Linked DNA regions of Mus musculus: all the other regions are linked to region 3. Evidence: chromatin contacts called from public Hi-C and HiChIP or PLAC-seq data. All regions are on one chromosome and are shown on one strand. Each heading gives the region's core, a stretch centred on a gene start, on an enhancer-like site or on the middle of the called end of the contact. The rest is flanking DNA. Distances are from core to core; before and after follow the strand shown. Region 1 has its middle 14 kb from the start of Gm30524. Region 2 has its middle 98 kb from the start of Gm30524. Region 3 holds the start of Pde3a (phosphodiesterase 3A, cGMP inhibited). Region 4 has its middle 57 kb from the start of Gm30524.

Region 1 (4,188 bases), core at 1,412-3,911, 310 kb after region 3:
CCTCTCGTGCCCCCTTCTTTCTCTTAACTCTCACTGGTATAAACCACACATGACCTCATCAAAAATACTTTCTCTATTTCTATTGAAACTGCTTCCACCCAACCCTGTTTCTCTACCGTCTAAAGTTATGCTCTTATCCTACCCAGTAATTCTGTTTTCCTCTAGTCTCGTTCCCATTTGAATGTAAGCTTACTGAAGTTGAAGCCTTCATCATTTTTATTGTTACAACTTCATTACCTAAAACAGTTCCTGAAACATGGTATAGGCATTTATTAAATATTTACTGAGCATGATAAAGTAACATGTGCCAAGAAGTAGTGTGGCCATAGACCTATGGAAACACAGGTGAGATTCAGTTGTTTCCATCAGCCATTCAAATGCATCCTGCACATGAGTTCCAGACGAAATCCTTTTTGGTGTGCTAAGTTCAGCCCAATGTTTAGAATCTTAGACTCTTCACATTTACTATACAATATATTCCATGCCTTTATACACAAACTTCCTTCTGTACAAGCAATTCAGTTCTATCCTTCAGGAGATGCTAGTGTGTTCTAAGTCTCCATTTTGATGTCTCAAAACCCCAAAAGTATCCCTGGCTTTCTCCCAAATTCTTGTAGCATCAGCAGCATCTACCAGTCCTGAGCAGTTTCTTTAGTGGATTGTCAGTTTATATTTCATTGTATTTCTACTCAAAGGACTATGGACTAGCTGGGTAGGACAAATGGACAAATGGACAAATGGACTAGCTGGGTAGGACAAATGTTTTTGTATCAATCATAGAGTTATGACTGTAGAGATGGCTCAGATGGTAAAGTGCTTGCCACACAAATGTGAGAACCTGAGTTTAATCCCAGTGCCTATGAGAAAAAAAAAATCCTAGCCAGAGTTATGAAACCAGAGACAGGAGGATCAATGAGACTTTGCTAGTCAATCAACCAAGCCAAATCAAAGATCTCTAGATTTGGTGGGAGACCTGCCTCAAAAAGAATATGGAGAGTGGTTGAGGCACACACGCACCACACACACACACACTACAGAATTAGGGCTGTTGTAGGCATCTAATAAATTAACTAATGTGTGGACATGTATACTATACATAAGTCATAAGTGCTACTGTCTCTGACTCTGATATTATATGAGGAGCAGGGTCAGCAACTGGGAGCTATTTTGAGTCAAGATTGGTTACAGCTTGAATATCGTAGGTAGAATGTGATTCAATTGGAAACTTACATTCCTTAAAATGACATGGCATAGACTCAAAAGCCAGTTTTACAGATGAAATTTATAAATATATAGTACTCAGAACAGAAAGTGTAGAAATAAAGAAGAGAGAACTCCTTCTCTGGTCTCTTTTTCCCCAAACTCAGGGACAGATGTATAAAGTTCCCTGGTAAGTTGTTCAGTATGAAAATATGCTCATTAATTCTTTCTTCCTGCCTTTACTCCTCAGAGTGAGTTCAGAACATCAAGACATTGATCCTCAGCCAATATGAAACCCTTCATTCCTCAACTCTGCATGCTTATTAAGCACTGATGAAGGCACAGAATATTGCTTTGATCTTGCAGGTTATGTCTCCATACCCAGCACCCCACAATGTCTCTGGAGTCCTCAGAGGCACTGCCCCAGAAGGACAACAGATGTCATCCTCATGTTTCCCTAATGCTCCTTCTCTTCAACCTGATTTTGTTTGCTCTTTTAACTCTTTTTAGAAAGAGAACAGTATTCTTGGCTCAAAAATATGGGTTTGCTTTATTTTGCATAAGTTTGCATAATGAAGCAATAACTCAAAATATGGGCAAATAAATTCATCAGTCAACCTAAGTCATTGTATTTAAGTTTGACGTGGGTAGTACTACACATGAAAAATATCTATAATTTTTAAGGTAATCACAGTCTGGATCAAGAAGGAGTAAGAGTCTTCTGAAAGGGCACAGTCTACCAAGCTTGTAAGAGCCCCTGGAGTTAGTCTGTTTTCACTAAACAGCTCTACAGTGTGTGAACTGGGACTCTTCTCTTCCACCAGAGCTACTGATGGCAAATGTAGCTCACATGTGACACCTCCAGAGGAAGCATTTATTAATGTCTTCGTTTTGAGGCCCTAGCATTTTTTTCTGTGCACAGTCGAGTAATCCTTCTTTTCATTCGAAACTATTGTATTTTTTTTCACTACGCCATTAGACAATTTTTTTCCTAAATGTGTGACTTAGCATTGCTCTCCAATAAAATCACCTATGGTGTCCATCCCAGTGCTTTGGGAACATAATCTACAAGTCTGAAATTTCAGCAAGGGGCCTAGATACTTCCCACTGACATGAAATTTTTGATCCATTCCTGTATGAACACACACACACACACACACACACACACACACACACACACACAACCATGTAACAAGCACATCCCTCCTTCTGAGAGAAAGCTGCACTAAGCATCTATTGGAACATAGAATTTTTCTTCTGCATCAGTCATTGAGAGGAATGATGACTGACCTGGAGGAGGGTGGCCAATCACTGGGAAATGATGGAAAATTGTAACACATTTCTGAAAATCTGCTTCTCATTTTCATTCACTGGCAAATATATCTGATTAAGAGTCAGGATCCTCCATAGTCTGTAATTCTCCTACATTCCCATCTGGAAATGGAACATATTTGAGCCACATGGTTCCTTCTGACTTCAAGAGGCTAAGCATGTGGAAATGCTTGAATGTACATAGAGAAGAACTGTCTACAATGTCAAGTATTTGAAAGTTTTAGGAATTAATAAAGTACTACAGATCACAGTTGAACCAAGTAAGTACATTAACTACATGAAATACTTAGACATTTTTCTACTCTCTACTGCTGAGAACAAATTTTACAAGTCCAGTTGTTGTTGTAGCTGGGTTTTGTTATTTTTATTGCTTCTGTTTTAGAATCTTATGCATGAGTACAATGTATTTTCATACTTTCCACATACTCTAATTATTCTTCCCATGTTCCCACACACCAATATCAGAAATTATATATATCCAGTTAGAATGTGGGCATGACCAGCTTATCAGGAGTCTTTGTTCTTATTGTAGTACATGATTTTAATATTTTCAAACAGAATGATTATTTTAAGATATAGTTCATTGTTATGTCTCCCATTTCATTTCTGATTTTATGAGTTTGGATACTGTCTCTGTTCCCCCTGGTTAGGCTGGCTAGGGGTCTATCTATCTTGTTGATTTTCTCAAAAAACCAGCTCCTGGTTTTGTTGATTCTTTGTACAGTTCTTTTTGTTTCTATTTGGTTAATTTCGCCCCTGAGTTTGATTATTTCCTGCCATCCACTCCTCTTGGGTATATTTGCTTCTTTTTGTTCTAGAGCTTTCAGGTGTGCTGTCAAGCTGCTAGTTTATGCTTTCTCCATTTTCTTTTTGGAGGCACTCAGAGCTATGAGTTTTCCTCTTAGCACTGCTTTCATTGTGTCCCATAAGTTTGGGTATGTTGTGCTTTCTTTTTCAGTAAGTTCTAAAAGCCTTTAATTTTTTTTCTTTATTTCTTCCTTGACCAAGTTATCATTGAGTAGAGCATTGTTCAGCTTCCTTGTGTATGTGGGCTTTCCGTTGTTTTTGTTGGTATTGAAGACCAGCCTTAGTCCATAGTGATCTGATAGGGTGCGTGGGATCATATCAATCTTCTGTCCACTGCTGAGAGTGGGGTGTTGAAGTCTCCCACTATTATTGTGTGGGGTGCAATGTGTGCTTTGAGCTTTAGTAAAGTTTCTTTTGTGAACATGGGTGCTCTTGCATTTAGAACATAGATGTTCAGAATTGAGAGTTATTCATGGTAGATTTTTCCTTTGATGAGTATGAAGTGTCCTTCTTTAACCTTTTTGATATCTTTTGGTTGAAAGTTGATTTTATTCACTATTACAATGGCTACTCCAACTTGTTTCTTGGGACCATTTGCTTGGAAAAATGGTTTTCCAGCCCTTTACTCTGAGGTAGTATCTGTCTTTGACACTGAGGTGCATTCCCTGTATGCAACAAAATACTGGGTCCTGTTTTTGTATCCAGTCTCTTAGTCTATGTCTTTTTATTGGGGAATTGGGTCCATTGACGTTAAGAGATATTAAGGAAAAATGATTGTTACCTCCTGTTATTTTTTTTGTTGTTAGAGGTAGGATTATGTTTGTGTGGCTATCTTTTTTGGGGTTTGTT
Region 2 (4,043 bases), core at 1,070-3,569, 390 kb after region 3:
AGCCCTACAAATACAGAGGCAGATGCTTGCAGCCAGCCATTAGACTGAGCACGAGGTCCTCAATGGAGGGGAGGAAGGACTGAAGGAGCTGAAGGTGTTTGCAACCCCATAGGAAGAACAATATCAACCTACCAGACCCAACTAGATCTCCCAGGGAGCTCAAAAAGGAGTACACATGGCTCCAGTTGCATATGTAGCAGAGGATGGCCTTGTCAGGCATCAGTGGGAGGAGAGGTCCTTGATCCTATGAAGGCTCAACAGATGCTCCAGTGTAGTGGAATGCTAGGGTGGGGAGGCAGGAGTGGGTGGGTGGGTGGGTGGGTGGGTGGAGGAACACCCTCATAGAAGCAGGGGGAGGGAGGATAGGAAAGGGGGTTTCTGGGAGTGGGAGAAACGGGGAAAGGGAATAACATTTGAAAAGTAAATAAAGAAAATATTCAATAAAAAAAAGAAGCAACAAAACCAGGAGCTGGTTCTTTGCAAAAATCAGCAAGATAGATAAACCCTAAGCCAGACTAACTAGAGGGCACTGAGACAGTATCCAAATTAACAAAATCACAAATGAGAAGGGAGACATAACAACAGAAACTGAGGAAATTTAAAAAATCATCAGATCCTACTACAAAAGCCTATATCTCACAAAACTGGAAAATCTAGATGAAATGAACAATTTCCTAGACAGATACCAAATACCAAAGTTAACTCGGGATCAGATAAACCATCTAAACAGTCCCATAACCCTAAAGAAATAGAAGCAGTCATTAATAGCCTCCCACCCAAAAAACAAAAAAAAAAACAAAAAAAAACAAAAAAAACAAACAAAAAAAACCCAGGACCAGGTGAGTTTAGTCCAGAATTCTATCAGACCTTCAAAGAAGAACTAATTCTTCAAACTATTCCACAAAATAGAAACAGAAGGAACACTTCCCAATCCATTCTATGAAGCCACAGTTACGCTGCGAATTCTTCCTTGGAGATAAAACCGTTTCTGTCTAAGCAGGAATTTGTCACAATTTCCTTTGATAAAGGAGTTCATAAGAATTCTTTTCTACTTCTGTCGTGTTTAATGTTCCAAATAGATTTTAAAAACTGGTTGAGTGCCTATTACTTAGCTTCAGAAGATATTGTGTATATTTAAGAGGCATTTAACTATTACAAATTATTTTGATGACTTAAATTAAAAAAATAATAATAAAAGAAGGGGCCAGAGTTCATTCCAATATTGTCTAATATCCATATACAATGGGGATTAAGATATTGCCTCATGACTTTTATCCTATACCAAATGTGCAGTTTAGAGCCCATTCTGAAGAAGGAGAGGGAGGAGGAGGAGGAGGAAGAGGAAGAGGAGAAGAAGACCAGAGGGGAAGGGGGGGAAGAAGAAGAAGGAGAAGGAGAAGGAGAAGGAGGAGGAGGAGGAGGAGGAGGAGGAGGAGGAGGAGGAGGAGGAGGAGGAGGAGGAGGAGGAGGAGGAGGAGAAGGAGAAGGAGAAGGAGAAGGAGAAGGAGAAGGAGAAGGAGAAGGAGAAGGAGAAGGAGAAGGAGAAGGAGAAGGAGAAGGAGAAGGAGAAGAAGAAGAAAAGAAGAAGAAGAAGAAGAAGAAGAAGAAGAAGAAGAAGAAGAAGAAGAAGAAGAAGAAGAACAACAACAACAACAACAACAACAACAACAACAACAACAACAACAACAACAAGAGGAGGAAGAAGAACAAGAAGTAGAACTCTTCACCCCATCCTTCAGGTGGGAAACCACCCTGAGTCATTATCACTTCAATATCTCGTTTTCTACACACTCAGCATAATGTCCTTTCAGTCCAGACCCCCTTCCCGAAAGGGTGAACAAGAAAAATCAAACTTCTAAAGGGTGCGTTATTTGGAGGTGTTTTTTCTCTCTTTCTTTCTTTCTTTTCTTTCTTTCTTTTTTTTTTTTTTTTTTTTTAACAAATGGAACATGCAAAAGTGGCAATTTACCTGCCCACAAAACCTACCAGCAGGACCTAATTTCCTCTGGGTTAGCATAATAGAGAGGGCCAATTACAAGAAGGTTATTCTTGGGGGAGGAAAGGGTTCTGTGCTATGCGACACAGCGAACCTCCTTCTGACCATCTGCTAAGCTGGTGTAACAAGAGCAGGGCAATTTAATCTCGTTCCGCCTTGCTGAAAAGAAGCATGTGTTCCAAAAGGAATCTAACTCATCTGCCAGACAGCAACTCTACACAAAACGCCACTGACAAGAGCAACTTCAATCCCTGCTCTTCAGTTGGCGCCTCTTAGGCAAGATGCTGCGGGTGGGGAAGCACGGTTGTAACTGGGACGGAGAACACATTTCGCCTTCACACAAAGTAAAACTCCTACGTCCGAGCTGTCTTGGTGGAGTGTTTGGCGGCAGAATACTGTTGGCCAATTTACATGGCGTTTGGATTTGAAGTTATATGCCATTTGGGGAAGATTACTATAATTAGAAAAATGGCCTAATTACTTTTCTGGCAGCAGCGAAGAAAGAGAACAGACTTTTCAGCTTATGGAGACAAGTCCTTGAGAAACCTCAAAAGGTTTCAGGATCCTATTTTGACAGGAAAGAACATCTCATCTGAACGTCTTGGATCTGTTGGAAAATCGAGTCCCAAAGCCAAACCACGGGAAGGGGGCGGGGTGGAGGGAGGGAGGGAGAAATATCCCCTCCTGTCGGGCTCGGAAACAGAGATGGCAGGAGCGGTCTTCCCTGCCACAGGGCACCATCAGCCACCCTCACAGGATGCAACAAACAGAAAACAAGAGAACTGGATAGAAAGGGTGGAATTTTGCAGCCGCAAGGCTCGGAGCGTGGTTAATGGCTCTGTCTGTTCCAATTGTAAATAATATGACAATGTTGTAACCTCAGACACTGGAGGTGCGGCTCCTGTTGGTTTAGGTCGAGGGTTCACATTTCCGATAGAAAATCATCCTGAGTTCCTCTCTTCCTGTGCAGAGGGGGGGAGTCATTGCTGTTTTCAATCAAACCCTGTTCCCCAGGCCTGGGGAATCACAGGACATTCTCTAGCTTTAACCCAGAAGGGGAGAGGAATCAGCCAGAGCTCTGCTAAGCAGGCGGAAAAAAAATGACCCACGGCTTTCTCTATTTAGGTTCCATTTCCTGAATGTAGCAATAGGAACACCTGCACTGGATCAACTATATCCTCCCTAAACAGCGTCTTAAACTGTCAGGACCGCTTCAAGGATACAGGGGTAAAGGCAGGACAAAGGGGTAGCTTTGAAATGGGAGCGGAGGAGGGGAGAAGGGTGAGAGGTGGCTGAGAAACACAGAAGGTTAGGCAAGGACTGTTGCTTTCAAGTTATGAGCTGGCTAATGAAAACGTTGCCTTTGTAAATGTGGCTCTCCTAAAACTGCTTCCCATCATTTTAGAAGCAGTGTCTGTCTTCCCTAACTATGGACTTTATCTAACACAGGAAGGACAGATTTAATTTCTGTCTGTTGCCAGTCCTCATACAAAGGATCCTTTTGGTCTAGGTTTGTCATTCAACAGCAGAAATGGAAAATGTAAACACATATTAAAATACTAACACCCCCACCCCACCTCATCCCCCACCCCCACCCTTACCCCCGGAGCAAAAAAAGGATTGGTGATTGAATCTTTTTCCAAAGCCATGTATCAGGACTGGAGAGACCACTCATTGGAAAAGATCTGCTCAGCACGTGTTTACAAGTACCACCAGAAAAGCGAATTAATTTTAAATTACCTTTCAAAGTATCTCCTCTTCTATCTTGACCCTCTCCTACCACAGTCTTAAAGTGTGACTTTTGTCCCAAACAGATTTTGATCAACTTTACTTCTTCCCCAGCAAAAGAACTCAGGACACAAAGCAAAGAGATGCTATACACTGTTCTGAATGCTGGGGTAACCCTAAATAAAGCTCGTGTTTTCCTTGGAGAATTAGTAACTTCTCTGAAATAAAGAAGAAATCTCTCACAACGCCCCAACCTGAGTTAGTCTTTTGTTTTCACTTGCTGAAATGAAATGTTTTGGTGCACTTTACCTCGATGCCT
Region 3 (3,998 bases), core at 1,342-3,841:
GCATGCACTGCTGTCATCCAGTCCACAACATAAAGTCCACGAGCTATCCATCTGGGCAATCAGCTCCCTTTCTGAGACAACCCAACCACTCACACCATATGGTGGCTGATATATTTCTAAAGGATAGCTAACACTTATCCCTAGGATAACCCGAAAAGAAAACGCTTACTATATCATAGGGACAGCCTTTCAACCTGAAAGTCATCCTAAGGGGATCATGGGTAGGTATGAATTTAAGTAGAAAAAAAGTGCAAATTTCTATTTAGAGCGCAGAATCAGCTTTCCCAACCCCTTCAACAAATGTCAACCCTGGTGGAGAAAACTGAAGGAAAGAGCTTAGGTACAGCTTGTGTTTAAAATTGGAAATGGTTCTCCTAAAGTATGAAGGGTAAGTGTCCCATGACACTAAAGATGTTTGCAATCCCCTCCCCCAAATAATTACTGGGAAACTGCTGCACACACTTCACTCCGAATTCCACTCCCCCACCTCCTCCTTCCTCCAAGACACATATCGCTAGCAATCCTAAGAGAGTTTGGATCAATACTTCCTGCAAACCCTGAGGAAGTCTCTTGAATGTCTGCCTCTCCATTTGGGTGTATAAACGCCCACGAGGAAGGTTACTTTTCTGAATGAACAATAAAAGCATTGCGCCCAATTCTGTGCCATTCTAAAGTTCACACATAGCCCTAAAGTGTAAAGCCTCAGTTCAGAGTTCAACACAGTGCTGTGTAGCAACTAAAGTATATCTAAAAGCAGACTGGCTGCCATCTGATGCTGTGCCTCTAAACAAGAGTCACTGCGAAAACAGGAGTGCGAGTCCAGCCTCTGACCATCCAGGATGCCTGCCTGGCTACTGAAACTTCCTTACTAGTTTTTGTAACTGTTTACCTGGCACTTGATAAGAAAAAAAAATTATTATCTCTTTAAAGACACAGAAATATAGAAGACGCACGTGCTGAAAGCCACTTGCAATAAATAAATAACTTCCAAAAATTCAGGGAGGGCAGAAATGCTTCAAGAAACGCAGGGACTCAAAAACCAGGTGTAGGAGATTTGAAAACAGGGCCCAGCTGTGGAAGTCTGGGTAAGGCCACTCTGTTTTTTACTTTTTCCTGTTTTCTGTTGTTCTGGCTGTAAACTACTCCAAGGGACAGAGAACGGGCAAAAAAGAAAAAGAAAAAAGAAATCTTTCTTAGTACAGTGTAAAGTTTTACTGTTTGGCAGGCTGGCTTCCCGGCCGCTTGCGCCCCACTCCCTGCACTTTGACTGTTTCAAGTTTCCCAGGAGCAACCCCAAAGGCGCAGCCCCAGCTTACCTGCTCCCTGGGTATGCAGGGCAGGGAGGTCCTCCGGTGAGACTTGCCACTGCAGCCGGACATCTCGCCGGCCACCACCGAGCTGGACCGCCTCCTCCTCTTCCACCCCGGAATCTCTTCCTTGGTCCTCGCGCTCAACTGGGACCCAAACCGCTCCCTGGGCGGAGCCGGCCCGGAGCACTGCGGCAGGATCTGCTCGGCGTACCTGGCCAGCAGCAGCCCAAGCACGGCCGCCAAGTATGCCAGGTAAGGTCTCCAGGCGACCTTGAACCTCTCCAGAGAAACCAGGGCCACCGTCCTAAGCACGCTAGTCCAGGCGACCATGAGGACGCCCAGCCTCAGCCTCAGCACCAGCCATGTCGCGCCACCTAGGCAGCTGAGCAGGACCCCCGCGGCGGGCAGCGACAGCAGGCGACCGTCCCCCACGCCCAAGGAGAGCTGCACCAGCGCTTCCCCGGCGCAGCAGGCGGCCAACAGCGCGACGGCCAGAGGCAGGCGCACCCCGGCGCGCAGCAGGCACAAGCCCATCCAGAAGAAGGCGCACAGGAGACTGAAGAGCAGCGCGGCCGGCTGCAGCCAAGGGCTGAGCTGCGCGCCGCCCCCGGGAGCACCTCCCCGAGGGCCCGGGAAGACGCCCCCTCGGGCTCCTTCCTCCTCCTCCTCCTCGGCCGCCGCCTCCTGACTCTTCTCCAGCTCGCCTCCGACCTCCCCGCCGACCAGCCTCACCAGCAGCGCCAGCAGCACGGACAGGGAGCCCGCGCACAGCGCCGAGGAGAGTTGAGGCGAGCGCCGGAGCGGCTGCAGCGCCAGGGCTCTCCAACAACAGCCGGAGCCCCGAGGGGATGGAGAGGACTCGCCACGATGGCGGTGGTTCCCTCTTGCCACACGGGCGGGACTCGCCCCTCCGAGGCCCGGCTTGGCTAGGTCTTGGGCGGCCTCGCCCCGCACTGCCATGCTCTGCGGACAACCCCCACCCGTCCCACTCGCGCGTCCGCGCTCTTCTCGAGCCCACTCTCGGAATCACTTCTTCCGGATCTACGCGAAGTTTCAGCCTTGCAGAGAACTCAAGAGTGCGAGCTGAAGACTTCAAGTTGGCAGCTAGCAGGATCAGCCTTGGAATTTTCAACCCCCACTCCTCTCCTTTTCTCTTTCTCTCTCTCTCTCTCCCTCTCCCTCTCCCTCTCTCCTTTCCTTTCTCTCTTAAAAGTCCTCCGCTCCACCCTCAGCCAGAGTTTATACCCTGCGGGGTCTCTTCCTACTTCGGGATTTTAACACTTGCTCAACTCACTGAGTGCTCAGGGACCGCTGATGCTGAGGCAGGCTGGGGCACTGGGCGAGCTCAGGCCATCCTTGGGCGTTCAGGGACGGTAGGTGTCTGACCTCCCCTTCCCCCTTCCCTCACTCCCCCCCCCCCCGCAGCATATTCTCTTATTCATTCTCTCTCTCTCTCTCTCTCTCTCTCTCTCTCTCTCTCTCTCTCTCTCTCTCTCTCTCTCCCCTCTCTCTCCCTCCCTCCCTCCCTCCCCCTCCGTCTCCCCACTCCCTCCGACTCTTCCCTCTCCCTCCTCCCCTTTTTCCCCCTCCCCCTTTCTTTCTTTACCTCTCCCAATTTTCCTCTTTATCTCTCCTCTCTCTCGCCCGCTTGCTCTCCTTGGCGGACCTCACCCCACCCCCACCCCGAGCTTGGGCGATGCCCCAGGATGCAGACCCCTTGTTTTGCAGAGGTAGGAAGCAGAGCCTTCCAGCCTCTCTACCCAGTTCATGACAAAAAGTAGGATGAAAGGGAAGAAGGAAGGAAGGAAGGAAGGAGAGAGAGAGAGAGAGAGAGAGAGAGAGAGAGAGAGAGAGAGAGAGAGAGAGAGAGAGAGAGAAGAGAGGGGGAGGGAGGAAAGGAAGGAAGGAAGGAAGGAAGGAAGGAAGGAAGGAAGGGAGAGAGGAAGGAAGGAGAGAGAGAAGAACTGAGACCTATTGCAGAAGTTGCTAAGTTTCACCCAAGAACACAGTGTGAGGAGAGGCTGCAGTATCAGAGAGGAGGAGGGAGATCCGTGAGCTGGTGAGTAACCGGTAGGAACAGGAAGAAAGTGAGGCCCTTTTCTTGTTTTTCTTTAAATAATCATCTTTCCTTTTGATGCATGGTGGCTGCTGTTTTTGCAAGGGAGAAAACAGTGGAACTGAGTGCTTAAAACTCCAAGAGAGGCCTCTGCAGGGGCCACAGTTCTGCCTCTTGCTGGGTTTTAAGGGAACTCCCTAGGAACTCCCTAGGCTCAAGCATGGCAGTTATTGCTCAGGGCTGGACTACTCCATTTCTAGAGATGGGTCCTACCAGCTAAAGAGAGGGGGTGGGTGGGGGTGGTCCTGGCAGCCCTGATGCTGGGATTTGTGGATGGCTCTGAGGGATGAAAGCTTGCATGCTAGCTCATGTTCTTGAAAAATGGCACTTCTGTCTGAGCTTTTAACCAGGAGAAGATCCTGGGCATGAGAGTGTGCCCTCCCTCAGGATAGCTGGAAACCCATCTCAAAGGCTCATTCACACTCTGCTCCAGGTGGAAGGTCTGTTTGCCACAGAGAAGCCACGCCCATCTTTTAAAGCTACATTTTAATTATTTGTGTAAGTCTGTGTGAGAGATCACAAGACAACTCAAGGGAGTCAGCTCTCTCCTTTCCAAGGCCCAGAGGACTAAG
Region 4 (4,213 bases), core at 1,692-4,191, 350 kb after region 3:
GACAAACATCTCATGTGGTGTCAGCTAGCCTTTCCTTATGATTATTAAGTCAGTCCCATGATTCTCTTTACCTGAGCTGGTAGGGATACAAGGGACCCTGGCAACAGGTTCCAACTGGTTCCAAACATCCACATTGCGGGTCACAAATATCTGAGGCTTGGAGATCCATCAAGACAGAGAAAATTAGGAATCAGGATATTGTCATTGTCTTGACACTTGATATGTATTCAAAATAACTCGTTTCAGGGAATTTGTGAGTAGTTAAAGTAGAACACTTGCTGGTCAGTAAAATATCCCTTAAAGAAATTGGCTACCATTTTTATTGTTGGCCAAATCATTTATAAAAGCTCAGAGCTAACTGTTTCACCTTCAGATTTAAAAAAAAATCTACTCTTATCTTAATAATTATTGACAGAGGCTGTAAATCTTTAAGTTTAGAAGGAAAGAAGAGATGGTTCAGCGGTTACGATTACTCGTTCTTCATGCAGAGGATCAGAGTTTGGTTCCCAGAACCCACGGTGTGGCTCACAAACATCTGTCCTTCCAGTTCCAGGGTATCTGACACTCTCTCCTGGAACTAAGGGCACTGTGCACTTGTAAGGCTATACATACATATAATGGAATTTTCCCCTAATTGATTAAATAATAAAGACAACAAGAAGCCAATCACTGGACAAGAAGGAGGCGGGTCTTCCGGGATGGAGAGTGAAAGAGGGAAGGCAGGAGGAAGGGACTTCCTTTTAGAGCAAGACAACCAAGATTTAGCCCCGGGGGTGTTAGTTAGGGTGGCAGAACCCACCACAATCTGCTTTCTAACATAGAATAGTTGGTAAATTTAGGATGCTGGATTCCACTCCTAGCGATTGTGTTATCTCTTGATTCTAAGCTGAGAATGGCTGGTGTTTTCCATCTCGCTGAGATTCAACTGAGCTCCAGGGAAAGGTAACCAGGGCAGAGCGTGGGTTTGCGAGAGTGCGCCCCAGCTAGCTGTGGAAATTTGGGAGTTCTGAGCGGGTTTGGCAGCAGCCAGCCGCAGGGAGGATAGAGCTATCTCAGAGATCTGGAGAGGCCTTGGCAAGGGGAAACATGCGGTCTCGGGCTCGATACCAGGCTGGGAAAAAAGACCTAGACTACTAACTGGTGCCTAGCCAGCAATAGCGTAGATTGTTTTTTAATATTACACACAACACAGACAGGCAGACACATAAAGAGAGGAAGGGAGGGAGGGGGAAAGGGAGAGAGAGATATACATATGATACCAAGATCAGTGCCTATAGCCAAACACATACTTAGTGGTTTAACAAAGGACTGTGAGATAGCCTCAAGTCTTTCTACAGCAAGCTGACTGGAGGGCTGAAATGATTCTACATGGTAGGGTCCTCCAAGCAGGAGTTCATAAGTAGCTCTGTGTTCCTCTGCACACTTTCACTGGGCCCACTCCTCTACACAGGACCTCCCTCCATGAGGGAAGGAAACTCTGTAACTGACCTTGTCTTGAGTCCACAAAATTGGCGTTCTGCCTGTTGCAATGGAAATCCCCTGGAGTCTACGAGGGTGACATTAGTGAAGACTCCTAGTAATAGGGGATTCGGAGCCTGAACTGGCTATCCTCTGTAACCAAGCAAGGCCTCAAGTGGAAGGACTGGAACACCAACACAGTCACAAAACCTCCAACCTAAAGTGTATCATGCCTGCAGGATGTGCGGGGAAAGGAGTCTAGCATAGTCGTCATCAGAGAGACTTCATCTAGCAATTGATGGGAGCATCGCAGAGTCCCACAGGCAAATATCAGGTGGAACTGTGGGAGACCTGTGAAAGAGGGAGAGTTGGAGGAGTCAGAAAGGTCAAGGACACCACAAGAACATGGCCCCCAGAAGCAACTGACCAGGACTCGAGCTGGCTCATAGAGATCAGGGAAGCTGTATGAATCTAACCTAGGTCCTCTACATATATGTTATGGTTGTTTAGCCAGTGCTCTTGTGAGATTCCTAACAGTGGAAGCGAGGGCTGTTGCTCACCCTTACACCCTACCTTTGGGACCCTTTTTCTTTGATTGGGTTGCCTCATCCAGCCTTGATGTGATGGTATGTGCCTAGCCTTATTGTAGCTTGTTACGTGGTATGATCCTAAAAGACATGCTCTTTTCTGAGGAGAAGTGAAGAGGGTGAATCCAGGAGGAAGGGGAGGTTGAGGAGGAGGGCGTGAGACTCGTAGAGGGGGTGGGAGAGGAACTATAGTTGGGATGTAATATATGAGAGGACCTGTGTTAGGCTAACTATACACCCAGAAGTCTTCAACCTGACAGGAACATAGAAATCTCCACTATTAGTCAAACTTTGGGGGAAATAGGTTGATATATGAAGCCAAGATGCAACTGGGGCAGTAGCGTAGAACACTTAGAGAAAGTGTGTGCTTTAAAATCCAGAATCACCCCAAAGCTTCCTGGGACAACATTTGCCAGGAAACATGGGTAGCCTGGGAAACAGAAAGAGGGAAAATTCAAGTTTCTGCCAACCACATGGAAGGCTTGTTTCAGCATTACCAATAGCTCCTCCCATCCCCTCACCACCAAGGTGTGTGCTGGCATTTTGCATAAGGAAACAGGACAAAGAGCAAGAAAAAAAAAAAAAAAGAACAAATAGTTTCCAAAACTTTTTCTGCCCTTTCAGCCTTGGTACAGAAGAAATCAGGCTGCAGTGATGAGCGAGGAAAGTTGGCCTCCATCCTAAACCTGCCACTACCGAACTGCACACACCACTTAATTTCTCTCATTCGGCATTTCTTCATCTATAAATGGAAGAGGAGGAGGCCATGACATACATAAGCCCAGGGACTCCTTGCTCCCGGTCGGGCTGAGTTATGGCACCTCCTACTGTGTCCTACTGGGGTCGATTATTTCTCCGTCAGAGGATAAATGTTTCCCCCTGCAGTTCCTTGTTGTTTATTTGCATGTCTGCCGTAGCAACATTCAAACATACCAGGTTTGCAGCCCCGCCTGGCTGTCTTCCCCAGTGTCCTCTTGCTGGCATGCTTTCCCAAGAAGCAGACTTGGAATAACAACAGGCAAACTCATGGGAATTCCTCCAGGCTTCCTAAGACAGCCATCAACATAGGGATTCAGAAGCAGCCCGGGCACATAGTTTTGCAAGGAGTAACAGTTTCCTCCGTGGCTTCTGCATTAAAATTCAATTGGGTTATCCTTAGGCACATTTGTTAGATTCGTACTGAAACTTTACCCTCAAATTTATAAGCATTATTTCTGAAGGTCAATCTGTACAATTAACTAAACCTGCCCCATTAATAAATGCCCAGGGGGTGGAGAGAGGGCTCGGTGGTTAAAAGCACTGACTGCTCTTCGAGAGGACCTGGGTTCAAGTTCTAGCATCCACATGGCAACTCACAGCTGTCTGTAACTCCAGTTCCAGGGAAGCTGACACCCCACCCCCTTACTGGCTTCTGAGGGCACCAGGCATCTACATGGTGCACAGGACCATAGATGTACAATAGTACACAGACATGTATGCAAGCAAAATAACCATATACATAAAATAAGAACTTAAACTGCAAAGATTTTAGTTGTGAGTTCTTCTGTTGTTGTATATATATTTTTAGTAATTATTTTATTTATTTGCATTTCAAATGTTGTACCCCTTCCCAGTCCCTCCTCCATGAGACCCCTAACCCCATGCCCCCTTCCCTTTGCCTATAAGAGGGTGCTTACCCACTCCCTCCTCACTCCTCTAGCATTCCCCTTCTCTGGAGCATCAAACTTCCACAGGGCCAAGCACATCCCCTCCCACTGGGGCTAGATAAGGCAGTCATATGTAGCACGAGCCACAGATAGAGAAAATGTGATACATTTACACAATGGAATATTACTCATCTATAAAAATGAAGACATCACAAATTTTGCAGACAAGTGGGTGGAACTAGAAAATAACATCCTGAGTGAGGATGTTATTTCCAGACCCAAAGGGACATACATGGTATGCACTCACTGGTAAGTGGATATTAGCCAAAAAGCTCCACATACCCACAATACAACTCACAGACCATATGAAGCTTAACAAGAAGGAAGGCCAGAGTGTGATATATTTTAAAGTAATGGCCCAAGGGAAGTGACTTTTTCTTGGTTGTACTGAAGTCTGCAATAGGGTAATTGCATCAAGGGGGTTAGGGTATAAATCTGCGACAATAACATCCAGTGACTGAG

What was found. Hi-C and Micro-C count contacts between places; a contact is called where the count stands out from the background. HiChIP or PLAC-seq counts read pairs in DNA pulled down with a chosen protein or histone mark.
Region 1: an H3K4me3 HiChIP or PLAC-seq map of craniofacial prominence shows a contact between it and region 3, with 4 times the contacts expected there. The contact joins the enhancer-like site here to the promoter of Pde3a in region 3. A contact is called at or near these places in 8 of 39 promoter capture datasets (cranial neural crest, embryonic stem cells, hippocampal neurons and 4 more), 1 of 484 Hi-C or Micro-C datasets (cochlea), 10 of 115 datasets of contacts at active chromatin or transcription factors (astrocytes, craniofacial prominence, embryonic basal ganglia and 7 more) and 4 of 9 other capture datasets (adipose tissue, embryonic stem cells, macrophages and 1 more).
Region 2: an H3K4me3 HiChIP or PLAC-seq map of craniofacial prominence shows a contact between it and region 3, with 5 times the contacts expected there. The contact joins the enhancer-like site here to the promoter of Pde3a in region 3. A contact is called at or near these places in 1 of 39 promoter capture datasets (liver), 2 of 484 Hi-C or Micro-C datasets (nephron progenitors and uterus), 7 of 115 datasets of contacts at active chromatin or transcription factors (craniofacial prominence, embryonic forebrain, embryonic limb bud and 3 more) and 1 of 9 other capture datasets (embryonic stem cells).
Region 4: a Hi-C map of uterus shows a contact between it and region 3, with 2.8 times the contacts expected there. The contact joins the enhancer-like site here to the promoter of Pde3a in region 3. A contact is called at or near these places in 12 of 39 promoter capture datasets (3T3-L1-derived adipocytes, cranial neural crest, embryonic stem cells and 6 more), 1 of 15 datasets of contacts at CTCF or cohesin (the NIH/3T3 cell line), 2 of 484 Hi-C or Micro-C datasets (nephron progenitors and uterus), 8 of 115 datasets of contacts at active chromatin or transcription factors (craniofacial prominence, embryonic basal ganglia, embryonic forebrain and 5 more) and 1 of 9 other capture datasets (liver).

What each region holds. Positions count from the first base shown.
Region 1 is chr6:140,939,779-140,943,966 of GRCm38.p6, reverse strand. No RefSeq gene overlaps it. Among named protein-coding and RNA genes, the nearest start is that of Gm30524, 14 kb to the left of the region's middle. Within about 2 kb of position 2,661, at least 2 of the 459 cell types and tissues checked have an H3K27ac peak or open chromatin away from gene starts, as enhancers often do. A contact at or near this core is called in craniofacial prominence, where this site is marked.
Region 2 is chr6:140,855,722-140,859,764 of GRCm38.p6, reverse strand. No RefSeq gene overlaps it. Among named protein-coding and RNA genes, the nearest start is that of Gm30524, 98 kb to the left of the region's middle. Within about 2 kb of position 2,319, at least 37 of the 459 cell types and tissues checked have an H3K27ac peak or open chromatin away from gene starts, as enhancers often do. A contact at or near this core is called in craniofacial prominence, nephron progenitors, neural tube and 1 more, where this site is marked.
Region 3 is chr6:141,247,862-141,251,859 of GRCm38.p6, reverse strand. It overlaps Pde3a (phosphodiesterase 3A, cGMP inhibited), which reads right to left and starts at 2,591. Exons shown (of 16, transcript NM_018779.2): 1 at 1,317-2,591. The coding sequence starts at 2,270. Gm28523 (a long non-coding RNA gene) reads left to right here and starts at 1,205. Exons shown (of 2, transcript XR_378118.4): 1 at 1,205-2,683.
Region 4 is chr6:140,896,094-140,900,306 of GRCm38.p6, reverse strand. No RefSeq gene overlaps it. Among named protein-coding and RNA genes, the nearest start is that of Gm30524, 57 kb to the left of the region's middle. Within about 2 kb of position 2,941, at least 12 of the 459 cell types and tissues checked have an H3K27ac peak or open chromatin away from gene starts, as enhancers often do. A contact at or near this core is called in uterus, where this site is marked.